Regions from separate parts of the Macaca mulatta genome. Here all the other regions are linked to region 1. The links are chromatin contacts, called in public Hi-C maps. All regions are on one chromosome and are shown on one strand. Each heading gives the region's core, a stretch centred on a gene start, on an enhancer-like site or on the middle of the called end of the contact. The rest is flanking DNA. Distances are from core to core; before and after follow the strand shown.

What was found. Hi-C and Micro-C count contacts between places; a contact is called where the count stands out from the background.
Region 2: a Hi-C map of fetal cortex germinal zone shows a contact between it and region 1, with 1.5 times the contacts expected there. The contact joins the promoter of SAC3D1 here to the promoter of ZFPL1 in region 1. A contact is called at or near these places in 4 of 14 Hi-C or Micro-C datasets (CD4 T cells, cortical neurons, fetal cortex germinal zone and 1 more).
Region 3: a Hi-C map of fetal cortex germinal zone shows a contact between it and region 1, with 1.7 times the contacts expected there. The contact joins the promoter of ZNHIT2 here to the promoter of ZFPL1 in region 1. A contact is called at or near these places in 3 of 14 Hi-C or Micro-C datasets (cortical neurons, fetal cortex germinal zone and liver).

The regions. Positions count from the first base shown.
Region 1 is chr14:9,301,630-9,305,395 of T2T-MMU8v2.0, forward strand. It overlaps ZFPL1 (zinc finger protein like 1), which reads right to left and starts at 1,808. Exons shown (of 8, transcript XM_077962416.1): 1 at 1,652-1,808; 2 at 1,231-1,353; 3 at 721-920. The coding sequence starts at 811. It overlaps CDCA5 (cell division cycle associated 5), which reads left to right and starts at 1,877. Exons shown (of 10, transcript XM_077962403.1): 1 at 1,877-2,095; 2 at 2,304-2,398; 3 at 2,477-2,542; 4 at 2,628-2,663. The coding sequence starts at 2,050.
Region 2 is chr14:9,342,825-9,346,590 of T2T-MMU8v2.0, forward strand. SAC3D1 (SAC3 domain containing 1) reads right to left here and starts at 2,101. Exons shown (of 3, transcript XM_028833249.2): 1 at 1,871-2,101; 2 at 1,056-1,697. The coding sequence starts at 1,966. SNX15 (sorting nexin 15) reads right to left here. Exons shown (of 7, transcript XM_077962414.1): 7 at 2,404-3,297. The coding sequence ends at 3,191.
Region 3 is chr14:9,259,935-9,263,700 of T2T-MMU8v2.0, forward strand. It overlaps ZNHIT2 (zinc finger HIT-type containing 2), which reads left to right and starts at 1,816. Exons shown (of 1, transcript XM_001114311.5): 1 at 1,816-3,069. The coding sequence starts at 1,816. The coding sequence ends at 3,030. TM7SF2 (transmembrane 7 superfamily member 2) reads right to left here. Exons shown (of 11, transcript XM_015113808.3): 11 at 3,243-3,580. The coding sequence ends at 3,420.

The DNA of each region.
Region 1 (3,766 bases), core at 558-3,057:
CACATGTACATATGCTTTATAAGCACATAATCAAACACAAGTAGCATTCACTATATCTACACTATGGGCACAGGAGCCCTCACACATACACATCTATACACTCACAGGTTTGCTAACACTCAGGCACATTCAACCATGCATTCTCTTGTACTCCCACAACACACCTGTGTTCATATGTTTACGTACATACATTACCCATTCATTCACCCCCAAGTACTAATCAACACACTAACACTCATTTAAACACACAGTGTACATTAAGTGCCTGCAAGTACACACACGCACTCATAAGGAAAAACACATATGGAGCTGCCTCTTGCATGAGCTCCTTCAAAAACTGGAGCTAAGGCTCTTACTCCAGATTCAGGTCAAAGTCATGACACATATGTCTGCTGACTTCTTTTAGCTAACTTTAATGTGGGAAACTCACTTCCTCTCTGTTTAGACTTGGAATCAGTGGTGGATCCTGAATATCTGAAAGCGACATGCCGGTCTGGCTAGCTGATAGTCACGGCCACCAGCATACACATAAGCTTGACTGGCTCTCGCTCAAACCTCCAGATTGGCAGGTCTGAATTTTTAGGAAAGAGGAACTAGGAGCTTTAATTTTTAGGAAAGACAGTGAGGCCTAGAAAGGAAGAATAACTTGCCTGAACTTACAGAGCAGGTAAGGAACTTTAATATGACTAGAATCTGGGTTCTGAGACTTGGGGGACTCACTGTCCTGCTGCTTGAGGAGGGCCTGGAAACCAGTCACCAAGCTGGTCCCTGAGGCTGGCCTGATCCCCCCGAGGTGCCAAGGCCTCACCATAGCAGACAAGGCGGGTCGTCTCTCGGCTGGCCAGGGGTATGTTGCACAGGCGGCAATTGGGGTTGTAGTCGCTATCTTGGAGCCATTGCAGGTAGGACTGGACGATGCACTGGAGTGGGAGAGAGATGTCACAACTGGTGCTGGGGCTGCTCGGCCTATCACCCCAAGGTCTGACAGTCTCTTTTTCTCTAGTCACAGAGGAGACTCATCCTTTTGTTTGTTCAATCAATATTTATTGAGCACATACTGTGCGCCAGACTCTCTCTTGGGGGCGGGGGATATATCAGTGAACAAAATAAACCAAGTCCTTGCCCTTGTGGGGCTTACATTCTAGCGCGGGGACCCTCATTGATTTGGAGGAAGCCAATACCGCCTTGCCCACCCAGTGCCCTGCTCAGTCGCTCCCCTGAAGGCCCCACCTTGGCGTGATTGGCTACCAGGCAGTGCTCGCAGACGTTGACCCGGTGTTCGAAGCAGAACAGGTTGGTCACCTTTCTCTTGGGGCACTTACAAAGCCCCATGATCGATCCTGGGAAAGGGACCTGAGTTGGTAGGAAGCCAGGTTCTGGTGGCCACCACTACGCTCTCACCAGCCCAGTTTCCACTCTTAACTCCCCCAGACACTCTCTTATTCGCCCCGACCCAAGATTTCTGCCCACTGTTCCTCCTTATGCGGGGAAACACTCCCTGCATAAATCCCACCTCCGGCGACCCCTCAATCCTTCTGGATCCCGCCCCCGGCCAGGCCCCTCCATCAGCGACTCCCCGATACCACCGGCCCCGCCCCCAAGGCCTCCCCTGAGCCCCACCCCCTCCAAGCCCCGCCCCTTCTCTACAGACCCCAGTCTCTGTGTTTACTGATCGGCCGCTGCACCAGTTCCGAAGGGCGGCAGCGATGCTTCGAGGCGAGGAAGGGCAGGGACCACGCTCTCCAAGGATCTTGCTCCGCTCCCTTCAGCCCCGGCCGCCCCGATTATCCCTCCGCTGCCACGTCTCTTCCGGGTGCGGCGCGCCCTGATGACGCCATCGCACCCCTGGGCCACGCCTCCGCTGACGCTAGACGTGAAGACCGGTGGAAAAGAGAGGGGGCCCGGGCGCCGCGGACCTCTGTCCCTACGTCACTTCCGCTTCCTTCTCCGCAGGGCGGGTAATTCGAAAGTTTTTTGCAGCGAGTGGCCTTCCCCGTTGGCGCGCGCCCGGGGCGGCGGCGCTGGAGGAGCTCGAGACCGAGCTTAGTTATGTCTGGGAGGCGAACGCGGTCCGGAGGAGCCGCTCAGCGCTCCGGTGAGCGGAGGGCGCGCGGGAGACGTGAGGTCGAGCCGTTTGGGGGACGCAGTCCTGTGAAAGATTGCCCTTCCCTCCCGCTGCTGCCTCCAGAGGAGGCGCCCTTAGAAGGGCTTGTTTGGGAATTTTCTCGCTGTCTCTAGAACCTGTTCTCTGGACTCTAAGGTCTAGAGTCCTCCTCTACCACTTAACTTTTTTCTCTTTCCAGGGCCAAGGGCCCCATCTCCTACTAAGCCTCTGCGGAGGTCCCAGCGGAAATCAGGCTCTGAACTCCCGAGCATCCTCCCTGAAATCTGGCCGAAGGTGAGCCCCAGGTTTCTCACTTCCTCCCCTTGTGGCCCCTCACCTAATGTTGAGCTCACGTTCATCCCTCTTCTCCAGACACCCAGTGCGGCTGCAATCAGAAAGCCCATCGTTTTAAAGAGGATCGTGGCCCATGCTGTAGAGGTAAAGGCTAAGGAGGGTGTTGTGGGTGAGTAGGCGGGCGAAACTGGGGGCCAGCTATGAGATCAATTGGTATTGTACCCCGCAGGTCCCAGCTGTCCAGTCACCTCGCAGGAGCCCTAGGGTGAGTTCACTTTCATCTACTTAATTAAGTAGAATCTGGGTCACTCTAGAGGTGGACAGCACACATTGGCTGCTCACATCTGCCCAGGGAGCTGTTTTGCAGTACTACAAAAACAGTTTGCCTTTGGGCACCTGCATGCATTGCCAGTCTTGAGTACTCCCTGAAGACTTAATACACTTAACTTTTTATGCCTTGTGTATTTCTACCATTTTCCTGGAACTTCATGTAAAAACTGAGCGATGTCTTAACTCCACATACTGCCTTTCTAATCCATTTTGCCTTTAGCTTTCATTTATGGGTGTTCTAAGATAAGTCATGTGTATGACATTTTTACAGTTTTAGCACAAGCTATTGTCAAAGGATGTTTCATTAATAGACAATCTGAAGACATAATGAATGAGAAATGTGAACTCCTTTGAACAGCTGATAGGGCTTAGAGTCAACTAGGGAGAAAGACAAATGACCAGTGATGGCAGCGTTGTGTACTGGGACTGCAATAAGGAATACTAGATGCTATGATGGTGGCTAACCCAGACCATGTGGCTCAGGGAATGTTTCATGGAAGAAGAAACATTTAAACTGAGTCTTTAAAGACAAGTAGAGGGTGGGTGCAGTGGCTCACACCTGTAATCCTAACACTTTGGGAGGCCGAGGCAGGCAGATCACTTGGGTCAAGAGTTTAAGACTAGCCTGGCCAACATGATGAAACCCTGTCTCTACTAAAAATACAAAAATTAGCCAGGCATGGTGGCACATGCCTGTAGTCCCAGCTACTTAAGAGGCTGAGGCAGGAGAATCGCTTGAACCCAGGAGGCGGAAGTTGCAGTGGGCCAAGATCGTACCCCTGCACTCCAGCCTGGGCGACAAAACAAGACTCCATCTCAAAAAAAAAAGGGGGGGTTCCAGGCCAAAGAAGAAGCCATGTTTGCAGAGATTGGGAATTTAAAGAAAAATCACAAGGTTTGGGGAATAGCAATTTGTTTAGTGTCTGCAGCAGACCTCAGCAGGGGAGGGGGCACCCTAAGGCAGAGCAGAGCCCGATGAGGCACAAAAGCCACACTCATGACTTGGGCTTCATTCTTGGGTCTGTGGGCAGCCTTTGG
Region 2 (3,766 bases), core at 851-3,350, 41 kb after region 1:
CAGAAGGCTGAGGCAGGAGGATCCCTTGTGCCCAGGAGGTTGAGGCTGCAGTGAACTATGATCAAGCCACTGTACTCCAGCCTGGGCAACAGAGTAAGACCCTGTCTCAAAAAACACATTCTACAAATAAGAAAACAGGCCACGTGCGGTGGCTCACGCCTGTAATCCCAGCACTTTGGGAGGCAGAGGCGAGCGGATCATTGGAGGTCAGGAGTTCGAGACCAGCATGGCCAACATGGTGTTGGCCTGTCTCTACTAAAAATCCAAAAATTAGCCAGGCATGGTGGCGCACACCTGTAGTCCCAGCTCTTCAGGAGGCTGATGCAGGTGAATAGCCTGAACCTGGGAGGCAGAGGTTGCAGTGAGCCAAGATCATGCCACTGCACTCCAGCCTAGGCGACAGAGCTAGACTCTGTCTCAAAAACAAACTAACAAATAATAGAGTTTATTAGAATGCATCACCCATAGAAAGTATCTCTAATGCCTTAAACTTCTGTCTCAGGTATATTCGTGGGCATATGTGTTCTTGTTTGCTTTGTAACCCTGACTGGGCGGGGAGGTTAAAAAAAAGTTTGAAAATCTGCCGGGCGCGGTGGCTCACACCTGCAATCCCAGCACTTTGTGAGGCCAAGGTGTGCGGATCACGAGGTCAGAAGTTCGAGACCAGCCTGACCAACATGGTGAAACACCCCCTCTCTACTAAATACAAAAATTAGTCAGGTGTGGTGGCACGCCTCTGATCCCAGCTACTCAGGAGGCTGAGGCAGGAGAATCCCTTGAACCAGGGAGGTGGAGGTTGCAGTGAGCCAAGATCGAGCCACTGCACTCCAGCCTAGGCGACAGAGTCAGACTCAAAAAAAAAAAAAAAAAAAAAAGTTTTAAAATCACTGTTTAGGCCAACTCTCCCGTTCCACCCTTGCCCCTCCACTTTTATTCCTGAGACAACTAAGACCCCGAGATGGGCCCGAGGTCCCATGTCGGGGATTGGTGGATCTTGTGCTGTCCTGGGAGGCGCCTAATGGTGAGATGTTAAAGCTAATCTTTCTTTTCCCTACCTCCACTGTCATGGTGGGCTCCTGTCCCCACGCTCTGCCCAGCCGCCAGGACCGCGACTCACCCAGGTTATAGAGCAGAAAGAGGCCCTGGAAGGCTGGCTGGCGGGGGTGTGGTCCCGCGCCCCGCGCGTAGCAGCGCCGCAGCGAGCCGAAGCCCTCTTGCACCTGGGCCTGCAGCAGCACCGGGTCCGCAGGTCCCCGCGCCGCGTCGGGCCCGAGCCGCGCCACCACGGCCAGCAGCGTGGCCAGCGCCGCCTCCAGCACCACCGCTGCCTCGGCGTCGCCCGCGCCCTGCAGGGCCAGGTCCAGGCGCACAGCTCGCAAGCGGTCTGCCACGAAGCTGGCCACCTCGGCGCGGGCAGCGTCGGCGCTTTCCGCCACCTCACCCGCCAGGTAGCGTACCGTGGCCAGCAGCACGGAGGGCGGACGCAACTGGCTGGGTGGGGGCCGGGGCTTGCCGGCGGCGGGTCGGCTGTACTCCTTCACCGCGCGCTGCGGATCGGCGCGGGGCGGGTCCTGGCGGCACCCCGGCACCACTTCCAAGCGGTGTAGGCGGCGCTCCCTTTCGCGCTGGGCGCGCTCGGCGGCCGGGCACATGTCCGGGCAGGTGCCCATGGGCAGCTCGCAGCCGAGCATGAGGGGCTGCGGGGAGACGGTGGGCGCTCAGCATCCCGGGGACAGCGGTGCTGCGGGAAGGCAAGCGAGGCCGGCTGGGGGTGGGGAGCGGTGGGGCGGGGCTGAACCTGGCTGGGCCCGCCTGCCCGCCATGATCCCCGGCCTCCGGGCCGCCCATCGGGCCGCCTCTGTCCTCTCACCGGGTCCTGTGGAGTTGGCCTCCCGAGATGCACTGCGTTGTAGTCCAGCAACGCCTCTGCGGCTCCGCGCGCTCTGGGGCGGCTAACGGCCCCCATCGAGCTCCAGGTTCAGCTTTGCGCGCTCCCCTTAGTGTTTTTAACGGGTAGCCTTGGCCGCTCCCATGATACACCCGTGTAGTCCCTGCCGCCACCAACCGCTTTGTGGCGAGGAGGGGCGGGGCGGGACTGAGGCCACGCCTTCCAGCCCGCTGAGCAATCAGGATTTGACTTTGGGGCCTCGGAGACAGGTACCCCTGCTTTGGGTTCCTCTCCTTCGTCCCTTCCACCCAATAGACCGGCTTCATCGTCTTGTCATTCTCTATTTCCCTGGAGACTGTGCTATTTTCTAGCTCAGGGCTCAGCAAATGTTTTCTGCAAAGGGCCAGGTTGTAAATGTTTTGGGATTTGCAGGCGGCAAAGACTCAACTCTGCAACTGTTCAACAGCCGGTGTAGCGCGAACGCAGCCATCACAATACTGAATGAATTAGCCTGGTTGTGTTCCAACAAATTTTATTTATAGACTCTTAAATTTTATATAATTTTCACCTGTTACATATAAATTTCATCTGTCTTTCTGTCACAGAATATTATTTTGATTTTTTTAATCATTAAAAAAATGTAAAAACCACTGTAGCTCACAGGCCTTACATTAAAAAGGGGGTGGGCCAGATTTGGCTGCAGGTGGGAGTTTGCAGACCCCACTTCTAGAGGGGTAAACTAATGGTTTAATGACCACAGCTGCTGCTCACACATCCAGACAGACAGGCAGGGGCCGGGCATAGTGACTCATGCCTGTAATCTCAGCACTTTGGGAGGCTGAGGCGGGTGGATCACTTGAGGTCAGGAGTTTGAGACCAGCCTGGCCAACATGGTGTAACCCCGTCCCTGCTAAAAATACAAAATATTAGCTGGATATGGTGGCATATGCCTGTAATCCCAGCTACTAGGGAGACTGAGACAGGAGAATCGTTTGAACCTGGGAGGCGGAGGTTGCAGTGAGCCGCGATCACACCACTGCACTCCAGCCTGGGCGACTGAGTGAGACTCCATCTCAAGAAAAACACAAAAAGACAGGCAGGGTCAGAAGTGTGAGTCCTTGATTCCAAGGTGGCAAGTGTAATCAGGGAACTGAGAATTCATTATTTTTCTCATGCTTGGTCCAGTTACCTACAGAAATGGCCCCTGCGATTACAAGACCAGGAGGTGGGGCTAGGCCCTGGGGAGAGGAGAAGGGGCTGGCAGTGCAGGATCGAGAGTCCCAGGGAAGGGCCCACTCCCTGTTAGGGTGGGAGTTGAGACAGGTGCAGGCGCAGGATCTCCTCTGCCCGCTTCAGGTACTCAGCTGCCTTCTTCTTCACACCTTCCTGGCGGGCAGGCAACGGGTCACCTGTGGAGAGAGACTGCTCAGCTGAGGCACCTGGGCACTACTGGTCTAGTTGGAACCCTTGGTCTGGTCCTTTACAATTCACAGAGTATCACCATGTGCTTTTCCCTCTTCTCTGGGGCCCAGCGTCCATTCTTCCCATTCTACAAACAAGAAAACTGAGGCCATGCCGGGTGCAGTGGCTCACGGCTGTAATCCCAGCACTTTGGGAGGCCGAGGCAGGCAGATCACTTCAGATCAGGAGTTCGAGACCAGCCTGGCCAACATCACAAAACCCCGTCTCTACTAAAAATTCAAAAATTAGCCAGGCATGGTGGTGGGTGTCTGTAATCCCAGCTACTCAGGAGGCTGAGGCAGGAGAATCTCTTGAACCTGGGAGGTGGAGGTTGCAGTGAGCCGAGATTGTGCCACTGCACTCTAGCCTGTGACAAGAGCAAGACTCTCAAAAAAAAAAAAAAAAAAAAAAAGAAAG
Region 3 (3,766 bases), core at 566-3,065, 42 kb before region 1:
GAGACGGGGTTTTGTTGCTGTGTTGCCCAGGCTGGTCTTGAACTGGGCTCAAGTGATCCGCCCACCTTGGCCTCCCAAAGTACTGAGAGTACAGGTGTCAGCCACTGTGCCCAACTGAGAGGTCGTGTTTAAATGACATGTGTGAGACCTGAGATGAATAAATCAAGTGATCAGGTAGGGGAATATTTTAAGCCAAGAGGACTGTATGAAGATGGGGAAGAGGTGATGTCTAGGGGTGGGAGCAGATCCTGCAAGGCCTTGTCAGCCATGGAGAGAAGTTTAGGTTTGAGTCCAAATGCAATGGAGGGTCGCAGAAGGGTTTTGAGTAAGAGAAGGATCTGATCTGACTTGTGATCTAATTTATCTGGCAGGTTTTTCTGGAGGGCTGGCAAGAAAGGAAAAACACAATGTGTTGTCATCCACGTGAGGGGTCAGGAAGCTTAGACCACCAGTAGTAGTAGTAGGGATGCAAAGAACACTCACAGTTTGGTTCATCACACCTCCACTCCACCATAAGACTGAGCTCTGTTAGAACAGGGACCCCCAACTCCCTTTGATGTGCATTGTGTTCTTGGCACCTAGAATGGGGCCTGCACTTAATGAGATGGATGAATAGTGGTATTTAATAAGATACTTAATGAAGAGTCAGTTTTGGAGGAAAAATAGGAGCTCAAATATTTCTTTTTTTTTTTTTTTTTTTTTTTGAGACGGAGTCTCGCTCTGTCACCCAGGCTGGAGTGCAGTGGCCGGATCTCAGCTCACTGCAAGCTCCTCCTCTCGGGTTCACGCCATTCTCCTGCCTCAGCCTCCCAAGTAGCTGGGACTACAGGCACCCGCCACTTCGCCCGGCTAGTTTTTTGTATTTTTTAGTAGAGACGGGGTTTCACCGTATTAGCCAGGATGGTCTCGATCTCCTGACCTCATGATCCGCCCATCTCAGGCTCCCAAAGTGCTGGGATTACAGGCTTGAGCCACCGCGCCCGGCCTCAAATATTTCTTAAATACTGCTTTTTGTTTTTTTGAGGTGGAGTTCCTCTCTGTGGCCCAGGCTCCCAGGCTGGAGGGCGGTGGCGCGATCTCAGCTCACTGCAACCTCCACCTCCTGGGTTCAAATGATTCTCCTGCCTCAGCCTCCGGAGTAGCTGGGACTACAGGCACCCGTCCCTCACGCCCGGCTAATTTTGTATTAGTAGAGATGGGGTTTCTCCATGTTGGTCAGGCCGTGGTCAAACTTCTGACCTCAGGTCATCTGCCCGCCTTGGCCTCCCAAAGTGCTGGGATTATCGGCGTGAGAGCCACCGCATCCGATCCCAACTGCCCTTTTATTCGTCTGTGTCCTCTAGTGCATTTTATTTGTCTGTGTACAGCGCAGGGATGCATCGCCTTTCTGAGGCTTGGCACAATTAGTGGCCCAGGGTAGGTGTTTAGTAAAGTGGATTTCTGCCACAGCGCATTATAGAGCTAAAGAGAGAGGGTTTTCTCTTTAGATGATCGGGCCACGTTTTGGTGTGACCGCTAGGGGGAGAGGTGGCACCGGCGGAGCGCTCGCCAGACCCATTTTTCCGCTCCTTGCGTCATCGCACAGGGCGGGGCTCGTACCTGACGCCCGGCGTCTGGGCCTGCTCTCACCCTACTAGGGAAAGGGGTGGGGCTCGGCTTTCCGGCGTGGGCGGAAATTGCTCAGAATCCTCGGGAGCTTTGCGAAACGACAGACCGTCGTCGACCCCGCGGTGAGCCGGAAGTAATTGAATAAGCCCCGGAAGTTTGGAACTATCGCCGGCGTGCGTTCGCAGGTAGATCGCGGTGCCGGTTGCTATGGAGCCGGTCGGGCCTTGTGGTTTCTGCCCGGCGGGGGAGGCCCAGCCCGCGCGTTACACCTGCCCTCGCTGTAATGCGCCCTATTGCTCGCTGCGCTGCTACCGGACGCATGGCACCTGCGCAGAAAACTTCTACCGTGACCAGGTGCTGGGAGAGCTCCGCGGCCGCAGCGCCTCGCCCAGCCGCCTGGCAAGCGCCCTACGCCGGCTGCGTCAGCAACGCGATACCGAGGACGAGCCTGGGGAAACAGGCCTTAGCCCCGGCCCGGCGCCCGGCGGCCTCTCGGGACTGTGGGAGCGGCTGGCGCCGGCCGAAAAAACTGCCTTCGAGCGGCTGCTGAGCCGTGGTGAGGCCGGGCGGCTGCTTCCTCCATGGCGGCCGTGGTGGTGGAAGCGCGGAGCCGGACCGTGGCGGCTTCTGGAGGAGCTGGATGATGTCCCGGGCAGTGATGCCGCGGGGCTGGAGCCCGCCCTTGCGAGGACCCCGCCGGAATCTATGAACGATGCCTTCGCCGCGGAGCTCGCGGCTGCCGAGCTGGTTCTTGGAGATGTCCCGGGGGCCTGCACGCCCGCCATACCCACCCGCATCCCCACGCTGGTCAGCCTGAGCCGCGGCCCAGTCTCGCCGCTCGTGCGCTTCCAGCTGCCCAATGTGCTGTTCGCCTACGCGCATACTCTCGCCCTGTATCACGGCGGTGACGACGCACTGCTCTCTGACTTCTGTGCTACACTGCTCGGCGTTTCCGGAGCCCTGGGTGCCCAGCAAGTCTTCGCCTCTGCGGAAGAAGCCCTGCAGGCCGCAGCCCACGTGCTGGAAGCAGGCGAACACCCGCCTGGGCCCCTGGGCACACGAGGGGCTATGCACGAGGTCGCTCGCATCCTGCTGGGTGAGGGCCCGACCAACCAGAAAGGCTACACGCTGGCAGCACTGGGAGACCTGGCAAAGACCCTGGGCCGTGCCCGGAAACAGGCTGTGCTTAGAGAAGAGCGAGATCATCTTTACCGGGCCCGGAAAAAGTGCCAATTCCTCCTGGCCTGGACCAATGAAAATGAGGCGGCCCTCACACCCCTGGCTCTAGATTGCGCCAGGGCTCACCAAGCCCATGCTGTGGCAGCCGAGGAGGTGGCCGCCCTCACTGGGGAGCTGGAGCGGCTTTGGGGAGGCCCCGTGCCACCTGCCCCAAGGACTCTCATTGAGGAGCTCCCTGGCTGAACTGGGGACCCTGGTCATTAATAAAGCTGTGAGTGGTCAGCCCTGTTGCCTGTTTCTGAAGGATAGCTATTGTCCTACCAGGCCCCCAGAGTCCTGGGCCCACAAGCCACTGCTCAGCTTCTCCCTGATCAGTGCTGACCCAGCCAGTCCTAGGGGAGAGAAGTGCACCAATGGTTCCCAATGTTTATCCAAAGGAGGAAGAGCATCTCCGATTTTGGTCACTGGTTTCATTTTTTTCCTTGCTCTAAACCACCTCTTCTCTGAGGCTGTTCATCCTCAGGGCTGGGTGGGGTACAAGCCCTTGAGTCCCAAGTGTGTCCAGGCTCCTGGTCTTGGGTGTGCTGGTGGATGAGTGGGCATATGCCCCCACCTGGGGTGGTGGAGCCGCTTCAGTAGATGTAGGGCACGATGCGGTAAGGCACACGCCGGCAGTACTCCTGCCATGCCAGGCCATACTTCTGCAGGCACTGCCGCTCATCCCGGGCCTCACGGTGCACCAGCAGCGCGGTGAAGTAGAGGAGGTAGAAGTAGGGCAGCAGGTGTGACACCCCTGTAGAGAAGGAGGCTCTGTGACCACCCTGCCAGCCCCCTCCACCCCCCAGTTCGCAAACATTTCCACACCTAATGGCTCATGTGGGCATCAGGGCTCAGCAGCAAAAGCTCCAGGGTCTGCATCTAGGCATACCGTACTAGGTTGGCACAGAGGTGTGCCCCAGCCACACACTGGGTCCATCCC